Regions from separate parts of the Drosophila melanogaster genome. Here region 1 is linked to region 2. Evidence: chromatin contacts called from public Hi-C data. All regions are on one chromosome and are shown on one strand. The core of a region is the stretch at or near the end of the contact, and the rest is flanking DNA. Distances in the headings are between cores, read along the strand shown. Region 1 holds the start of AkhR (Adipokinetic hormone receptor). Region 2 holds the start of CG31637.

Region 1 (4,518 bases), core at 367-2,866, 220 kb after region 2:
GACAATCGGTGGCCATCATTGAAGACCATATCCTTGGTCAGGTGAATGGTGCCATTGGTGTCGTTCACATTCGACCAATTACTTAGATCACGATGATCATTCTCCTCAGCTACTTTTGCCATTTTTTGGGACAAGCTAATAAATTGTATCTGAATGCAACTGCATCAAGGATTTGCCTCAAAGATAACGTCTTTTATTCTAAATCAAAAGATACAGATACAGATGGATGTTAAGATACTATTTCTTGTTTTCGTTTGAATGTTTCATAATTGATTTTTGTATGCATGTTAATTATTGAAGTTTAAACTGTGTGCTTTATCATTTGGGTTCGTTTTGGGGGCCCGTCATTAAATTATTGTGAAACGTGTGCGCTGCTTTTTGACTTTTCGAATGCTTTATTATTGGCGGCTCAGTCGAGATAATCCAATATTGAGAACACAAATAAACAAATATATTATTAATAATATTCCCTGACAGACAGTCACTCAATTAATCAAATCGATTGCACTCAGTTTGATAATGATAATGAACACTTTTTCGATTGCTTTGGATTTTAGGTTCAAGAACTTGTTTATTATGTTATTGGTATGATTATTTACGTTCTGTTTGCTTGTTTGTTGGCCCCTTTTTTTTCTATGTGCTAAAGCTGGCAATGACCTTGAACCAAATATTCCCGCGCGGCATTAACGCATTCAAGTTTCCGATTGATAATAAAAATTCCGTTTATGTTGAGCTGCCCGGCTCGGTGTGTTTTCTAGAATTGATATGTACATACATCTACATCGGTATAATAATTATAATGGGGAGCATCTTGCGCTCTCCGCTGGCTTATTAATCTGTTAATCAATTGCGCTCAATCGAACCGAAAGTTCACTCAATTGAACAGCAATAGCTGCAAAAAACTCGGACAACTCGTTCTCACATTAATCCTTCAGTCGAATTATTTTACGGGTTGTTTGTTTAGACGCGCCGCGTTTGATGCCTTTTGAACTTGGCATTTTAATGTGCTCAAACAAATGTGATTCCAAATAACTAAGTTTTCGAATCGAGCAAAATACGGTCCAAAACAATTCGATTTCGTTCTGAATAAACTGAATAAACTTTAAACTCGCAGAGGCCCAAGTTCACCTAGCCGAGTGCTGGAACCCCTCGAAGATTACAGGGAGATTCAACTAGATTGCTCTTACTAATCGATCGGCTTGTGTATATACTACCTATTGTAGGCGTAATCTTCGATTACGAGAACGCGTACGTGCTGTTTAAATCACTTTTCCTCTATATACAACTATTATATACGTTTCTTCATTCTGTTTTTCTTCCTTTTTTGCGATTTCCGTTTTGTTTTGCGTTTTCTAAACACGCGGCCACACCGTGTTTTGCTGTGTACTATACAGATATAGCTGATTTTAACCTGAGATTTTTGAATATATTTGAATAAATTCTATTTTGCACACACCTCCCAGCAGCGACGAAAATACACCGTTCACACTGCCCACCGCCCACGCGCGTAGTTATCGCTATCGACGATGCGAGAGCTTCTTAACGGCACACACGACTACGACTAACGGTACTCCAGATCCACACTCACACCGATCGACGAGCAGGAACTGACTGAACCGATTGCCTGCCTGGGATGCTGATGCCTCGTACTCGAGATCTCGGCAGCCACTGATAACACAGCTGGAAGATGAGCGCGACAAGTGGAAGCTTTTGCACTCCCGACCATTCAAATACCTGGTCCTCGGCCTCCTGTAGAAATCGTAGCCTACTTTTTGGACAAGGACTATACACCTGAATGCGTTTCTATGACTCTTATAGCTGCTCAAAGGATAGGAAAAGTAGAATTTATCTTTAGCTCTGAGCCCTCTTAATCTGTAAGATTCCAGTTTAAGGTACTTCCTTCGTCAGTGTTACAAAACGACTCACGATATTGGTATACCCCTAATTTCAAGTAGCAGGTATACAATGTTAGGTACATTGATAACAGCGGACGACCCCAATACACTTCACATGTGTGTGTGTGTTTTCAGGTCCCGCCCGCATAAATTTCACGATTATCAATGCGTGTACACGACTCAAAGTTCAAACGGTGGTCCGTCTGATCGCCAAATGTTTCGATTCCTTATCTGCCGCATGAGTCGCGTCTCAGCCGGCACAAGTGATCTACATGAATCTTCTTATAGGCCTCGTTCCGAGCTTTCCTCCTTTCCCAAAACTTTGCTCTCTGTATCCCACTCGTATGTCCTTTTTGTTTCGGATTTCGCACCTCTGATCCCGTCGAGTTTTCACTGGCATCTGCCAAGTCCACTGCCAAGGTTCACAATTTAACCTCATGCCGGCCGGACGATACGCAATTGGACAAAACGATTCATTAAATTTAATGAGCGTGCCGGGGCGGACAAAAGGATTTCAAGTTCACGTTCCGCGGCGCACATTTGTATGCTACGAAAGTGGCGTGAGCGCGGCCTTATCAAGATGCACCTGGCGCACCTGATAAGACGACGGTGGGGCGGCTCTAATGAGTGGTCGTGCAGAATGTGCACTAACTGAAATAAACGGCACATTCAAGGGCGCCGTTTAATTTCGTATTTGCGCTTGCACTCAACGCGGCTTAAATCAAATGCCCAAAAGTATGCAGTGACTTAATATCTGTAAGGTTTCCACCCATTTTTCATCCTTTATTTATATTTGTATGATTGAATACAAAACTTTTTTTGAATTTATAGCACTTATAGCACATTAGGATTCTTGATATTTCAGGGTATATATGAGAGTTCATTTACACAAGTTTGGGAATGCCGAATTAAAAAACAAAATCTATATTGAAGTTTTAAAAAGTTTTCTAAAATTCAATAAACATGGTGTTGGATAATTGTGGTGTTAGGAACAAATTAACACCGTTTTGTAATTAACAATTTTTGGGGAAATTCAATTTTAAAATGAAGTCATTTAAATTTTTAAATTTTTGATTTTACCGCATTCGACCAAACTTTGCGTAAGCGGTCACACTGCTCCGCTTAAAAGAAGTGTGAAAATATCGATATCATCGAAATGTGCATCGATGTTCATCCACCTCTAGCAATCAGTCCATGTGGTAAACTAGGTCTTTCGTTTTGAAATTATAAATGAAACTCTAGCAGTATGCTGCGCAAGTCAAAGAAACAGCCACAGACGGTGGCCGAGAAGGTCAGCAAGCTGCTTGCCCATCCGAACGAGAGCGACAGCGCAGAGGACTCGGACTTCGATGTGGCCACAGGGCCACGTCTGGTGGACTTCGAGGAGGAGGAGTACGACCTGCCGGATGCCCGGAGCACCGACTTTAGGAAGAGGAACGTCAAGCTGCTCTCGGAGCAGAGTGACCGCTACAAAGGAAAGATCAGCAGTCGCAAGGAGTTGGATGACGATGAGGATAAGGATGATGAACAAGAGGTGTCCTACGAAGAAAGCGATGAGGATGATGAGAACTTGACAAACTTTAAGCAGAAGTTAAATGCTGGAGGAGCTGAAGACTCCGAGGAGGAAACGGCTGCTGGACATTCCGAATCTGGTGAAGAAAGTGAGGAGATTGAGAGCAATTTGACAGACTTTAAAAAAAAGTTTGAGGCTGGAGATTTTAAGTATGATGATGATGAGGAGGAGGATGATGACTCTGAGGAAGAAGACCATAGCCAGGAAAGTGAAGGAGATGACGACGATTCAGAAGATGATGAAGCAGAAGACGACGCAATCAAACCCTCGGATGTAATGTCCAAAACCAACCATCAAGCTGAAATCCAAAAAGGACTTGCCGTCCAAAACCAGCTGCGCATCTGGGAGCGTCTTCTCGAGCTAAGGATCAACACCCAAAAGTTCACCAGCAAAGCGAATCAGCTTCCTGCACCGGAAACTCTAACGAAACTGGCATCGGAAAGCGATGAGCTTCAGTCGGTGCTTAACGAGGCCCAGGAGCGTTCATCCAAGCTACTGCAGCAACTGCTCTCCCTCCAGTCAGCTCTCCACCAGCAATACTCCGAGATGAAAAAGTCGGTGAAGCGCAAGCAGCCCACAGAGGATTCGGGTCCGGCGGTCAAAAAGTTTGGTTCTGTGCTGCAGAGCAATTTCCAACAAATGATTGGGTATCGCAATGAAGTTCTGTTAAAGTGGGACGACCGTACGAAACTCCTGACCCCCGGAGCGGGTGTCAAACGCAAGTCCTTGCAGGAGGACTACGACATCATCAAAAAGATCGGCAGCGCCCTGGCGAACCGAGAGGCGCTCGTGGAAAAGTCCCAGACCCCAAAGAACAGCCAGGCGGAGCAGCAGGAAAACACGCCCGTGCAGCGATTGAAGCACATCTACGACGACAGCGATTTCTACCACCAGCAGCTGCGGGAGCTCATCGAGTACAAGGCCAGCACCTCGTCCAACATGAGCGAGATTACCAAGCAGTTCGTGGAGCTACAGAAGCTGCGCCAGAAGATGAAGAAGAAGGTGGACACCAGGGCCAGCAAGGGGCGAAAGCTGCGGTACGTGAAGCAG
Region 2 (5,201 bases), core at 2,659-5,158:
CCATTTTAAGCGTTATCACCACTTGGCGGGGGTCGTCTGCTTATCAGTTGTGTTTGAAGACTGGAAGGCACGCCCCCTTGCTCTTTGTGCTTCGAGTTTTGGGTACAGATGCATCTTATGCGTTCAGAACAAATATGTAATATACCAATCTGAATCCACATATGTAGCTACATCACTACTTTTCTCTATTTTCCTGCAGGTGAAGCGTCTGCGTCAGCGTGTGGAGGAGCTGAAGCGGGAGTTAGCTGGTGCTGAGGACGAACTGGATTCGGCCGTTAACCAAGTGCGCCGCTTGCAGCGTTCCAACGATGAGCTGGTGGGTCAGACGGAAGGATTACAGGTGCAGATTCAGCACCTCCAGAATAGGTAAGATCAGTTCGAAAGAAACATTTAGATTTGCATACCGCTAAGTCTGTGGACTAACTCTAATAACCACTAACTTTTCAACTGGTGCTGGCTTGACTAATAACCTAACTCCTAACCCACGCTTAACCCAACGAAAAAGACGTGCTCCCAGTCCCCAGCTGCGGGGCATGGGCGGGGTGCAATTGAGGAATAAGATTGCCGTGGAGCTGCCCAACGACTGTCTGCCGAATATCAATGATCTTCGCCAGATCTTTGATGACTCGCAGGCAGGTTTGAGGAGCTCCCACAATGGCAGCGATGCCGCTATGCATCATGCTGCTTCCGTAAAGAGATCTAGTCACACGGAACGAACGCTCCTGCAGCAGCAGCAGAGTAGTGCTGCGGCATCTGCAGCGGCGGCGGCAGCGGCAGCAGCTGCTTTTTTTGATGCCAAGCCCACGCATCTGGAGGAGAATATATTTGAGTCGAAGTCACGGAATCTGGAGTTCGAGCGGGCCAAGCAGAAATTCGATAATCCTCACGGACAGCACCATCATCATCACCAGAGGCAGCGATCCGGAAACGGACGTTATGGCAGCGCAGGCAGCAGTGCCAGTCGAGCGAATCTAGCGCTGCCCCTGAAGGGAACCACAAATGGAGGCAGCAGCTCCGTTTCCAGTAAGGATGAGCTAAACCGACAGCTGTACGAGAAGGAGCAGTCTGCAGGCGCTGGATATGCGAGAAACAGCATTAATCTAGATGGTCTCAAGGTGTCCGACGATGAGGTGAGATTAGAGGAGCAGAAACGATTGTTATCACTTGAGTAAACTAATGCTTTGTTAGTTATTGTGTTCATCACATTATTGGTTTGATTTGTTTTAGCATCACTAATCCTTTTACTGCATGTATTGGTTTTACTAATCAATGTATAATTCTAGGTAAATATAATAACTATTTGTGATTTAAATTTCAGACTCCGTAGCTATGGTTCGACAAGCTTGCTGCTGGACGACGAGACGGAGGGTAACAGCGACTAGGATAACCAGACAAAAGACATTTGAGAGACATTAATGGTATTAACCTTAAGTATTAATTCGCAAGTACTTTAAAGTTGGTTGGACAACAGTCCCAAATATAATGCGCATTCCTAGTTTATATTTGGGCCTTTTACCAACCGGTGCCCCAGTTTTTTTTATAAGCATAACTATTGCAGAACGATTGTTCATGAACAAATACTTACTTATAAACTAAGATATTCTTAATTTCGCGACTAATTCCAATCATCAGATCACCAGTTAGCCACTTTCATAACTTCAATATTCCAAGTAATTTAAGGATAACGTTTGAAACTCATCTAGCTGGCCATATTCTTATGAGCTTAACCCGCAGCTAAGACGGTTGTTAGGAGGATTTCTCCTTCACATCCTTGCATCCTCATCGGAAACCCTTGCCTTTACTAAAAATGAACAGACTTAATAACAGATATACCGACATATATACGTATTGAAGCATAATACAGGTTCGATGTTTGCGGAATAGCATTTAGTGCCAGAAATCTAAAGAAATTGTATGAGATTTAGGAAAGCATTGATAGAAATGCTGCTATTTATTAATCGACATTATTGGAAATTATACAAGTAATTCTCACTACATATTTCGATATTTTTGCAGTTGCCTAGTCCGAAATTCTTTTAGTTTTTCAAAAGTCTATCGATATTCAGCGGCATAGTTGATCTTTTACAAAAAAATATATATACACATTAAACAAATCGGAACTCAAAATATTTACGTATTATAACATAGCAATATTAGTATTTTAGTTATTGATAAATAACAATTTATTAACTATTAAAATTATATATAAAATACAAATGATATGCCAATAAAGGTAGCATGTTACAAGATAAACCCTTCTTGCAAATCCTGTCCTGCTTTTTGATCGTCTTCGTGGAAGCACAGTACCTTCTGTCAGATCTTCAAACTTCAATCGTTCAGACATTATACAAAATTGGAAGAGTGGGAAAATTGGAATAAACTTAAAATTTCAGTCATGGTTTCACTTTCGCGTACTTCAAAATTAACCGTCGCTTGCGTGGGCGTCTATACGACCTACGTACTCTTCATATTCTTCCTTTTGCCCATGCTGATGCCGGATCCGGTGACACTGCAACGTTCACTGGTCTCCTACAGCACCAGCCACTTGGGCGACATCAGAAACCTCACTCTGGATGCCGGCGGCCAGCCAATCCGCTCAATGCTGGTCACATTCCGGGGATCGGGTGCCCTCACCCTGCTGGACAACCTGGCCCATCAGCCGGGCTGCTATCAGCACTACGCTCCACTGATCGCCTACGAGAGCCGTTCCATTGCCGCGAAGGAGCACCATCGCGCCTTGGATGAACTGGCGGCGCTGTACAACTGCGACTACAACAAGTCTGCGGAAATGATCCAATGGGGAATGCGATCGCCGGTCTTTCGGCGCTTCTATGGCGCACAGGCCAAGATCTGTCGCTCTTACAGCCAGGAGGCGTGCTGGGATCCCGAGACCATGGCCGCCGTCTGCAAGCTGTACCCATTCATCAACATGGCGGTGTACAACTTGCGGCTGAATCTTTTGGCTTCCCTTCTGGAACGCAAAGAGTGAGTGGAGTGGTGGCAGCTATTGAAAATTAATCGTTTTACTTAAAATTCCACATTTCTAGCCTAAATCTGAACATCATGCTGCTTGTTCGCGATCCTCGGGGCACCATATATTCCCGAATGAATAACAAGTGGTGTTCGGATGAGAGGGATTGCGAGGCACAGGAACTTTGCGGCGACATGGTCAGTGATTATCAAATGGTCGAGACCCTCACCCAAGCCTATCCACAGCGTTTTAGGTAAGGTTTTGTGTAACTCTTATATATCTCTTTATTTATATGCCTATTTCACAGCATTATACGTTATGAGGACTTGTTCCTACAGCCCGATGAGAGTATCAAACAAGTATTCGACTTTTACGGATTGCCCTTGGAACGAAACAGGACCAGGATTCAGAAAATGCATCCGCGCAGTGGCTACTTTTTTCAGTCCTCCCGCTGGAAGGAGCTTTCCAGCCAGTCCGCCTTCGAGTGGATAAGCGAAATGATGGTGGACGATATTGGGGCTGTACAGGACGTGTGCGGTCAGGCAATGGATTTGTGGGGGTATCGCTCCATTCAGGACTTCAATCACTTTTCCCCGGAATCTTTCCAGCCAATTATGGACAAAGCCTATTAATTTCTGGGCAAATGTTAGGGGTGTAGTGGGCCAGGGGTTTGATATGAAAGCTTTATTTAAGGTATATTTCGAGGGGTTAAATATGTAAATTTGATCTATGCTCATCAGAACTTTTAAATGCTTTTAAAAAAATGTTTTTGAATCTGAATTAAAACTCTCCGAATTGGTTCGAGTCTGTGCTACATGGCCAGCCAGGTTTCACACCAAATGTAGTGACTAGTACACTGTGACTTCATGGAATATTTAGGATATAGTTGTTATACGCGACTTCACTGCTCGCCGCGGCATCTTTCCACCTGCCCGCAACGGTCACTTTGTTGTTGTCAATCGTTTCGTTCGCATCGCGTCGCGGAAAATCGAGATATAAATACGGAAAACAAAGATATAACTCCGACGCGGCGACTTCCGCAGCAAGCAACTGCAATGCGCTCGAGTTGAGGGCGCGCCGATAATTATGTGCGTGTGGGAGCGAGTGCGAGTATAGCACACAAGTGATCACCACCAGCAATTAGCAAGTGACCAACCGACCGACCAATGAGCACGGGCATTGGCAGCAGCAGCAGCAGCACGGAGGAGCAGCAGCACCTGGAACTGAGCGCGGACTTGGAGGCGTGCTCCCTGCTTGGCCCGCAGGACCCGTCGAACGTCGATACCGGCAGGACACGCGCTAAGCAGCGACTCAGCTTGAACGGAAAGCGGCGCCGCAGCCGGATGTCGCGCAGGGCCAATCTGATCGGCATCTGCGGCGTGAGCAGCCTGTGCATCCTGCTGCTGATCGCCACCACCCAGCACCGTCCGCTGACCACGCCGTTTAATCAGTCGGCTGGGCGGGATCAGGGCGCGTCCGTAGATGGCGGTCCATCCAATTCGCTGGCGCGCAGCGCCTTCTACGATCGCTTCCAGCAGCAATTGCAGCAGCAGCAGCAGTCGTCGCAGACGGCCGTCTACAATCTGACAGCTACTATAGTGGATGTCCTGTCGGCTCAACGGTCGCGCATCCTGGCCGAAATGGAGAACTTCGAGTATCCGCGCGGCGGCGCCGAGCGTCTGACGGACATGACGCCGGAGACGAACGGCACCCCGGTGCGCAGTGTGGTGGTCACCTCATGGCGCTCCGGCTCCACCTTCCTGGGTGACATTCTCAACTCGATACCGGGCAACTTCTATCACTATGAGCCGCTGCTCGACTTCGGCATCAAGCAGATCCGCGATCCTGACGATCAGGAGCTGGCCGTGCAGAACCTGAAGAACCTGCTCAACTGCGACTACGCCGACATGATCGACTATCTGAACTTCGGCAAGACGCACACCTATCTGTTCGAGCACAACACCCGACTGTGGGACGTCTGCCGGGAGTTCCCGCGCTTCTGCTGGCGTCCAGCCTTCCTCACGCGCTTCTGCCGCCTCTTCCCCATCCAGAGCATGAAGACCGTCCGCCTGCGACTCGCCCAGGCCGAAAAGCTGCTCGAGGACCAAAGGTGAGTGGGCCCAGACATCCGGGTAGAAAGTGAAAGCCAACTGGCATGCGATATGCAACGCATCTCAGGCGGATTGTTTATTCGGGGACCCTGGAGTGTGATGTCTTAGGAGAAAGCTCT

Evidence for each region. Hi-C and Micro-C count contacts between places; a contact is called where the count stands out from the background.
Region 1: a Hi-C map of the Kc167 cell line shows a contact between it and region 2, with 2.5 times the contacts expected there. The contact joins the promoter of AkhR here to the promoter of CG31637 in region 2. A contact is called at or near these places in 7 of 107 Hi-C or Micro-C datasets (the D17-c3 cell line, the Kc167 cell line, embryo and 3 more).

Annotation. Positions count from the first base shown.
Region 1 is chr2L:6,714,570-6,719,087 of dm6, forward strand. It overlaps AkhR (Adipokinetic hormone receptor), which reads right to left and starts at 1,617. Exons shown (of 7, transcript NM_205917.3): 1 at 1,457-1,617; 2 at 1-198. The coding sequence starts at 122. Aatf (Apoptosis antagonizing transcription factor) reads left to right here and starts at 3,056. Exons shown (of 2, transcript NM_135222.3): 1 at 3,056-4,505. The coding sequence starts at 3,142.
Region 2 is chr2L:6,494,739-6,499,939 of dm6, forward strand. It overlaps CG31637, which reads left to right and starts at 3,909. Exons shown (of 4, transcript NM_135199.3): 1 at 3,909-5,081. The coding sequence starts at 4,138. CG9550 reads left to right here and starts at 2,315. Exons shown (of 3, transcript NM_135198.2): 1 at 2,315-2,985; 2 at 3,048-3,224; 3 at 3,279-3,728. The coding sequence starts at 2,396. The coding sequence ends at 3,603. CG31638 reads left to right here. Exons shown (of 9, transcript NM_164692.3): 7 at 200-366; 8 at 506-1,130; 9 at 1,319-2,250. The coding sequence ends at 1,327.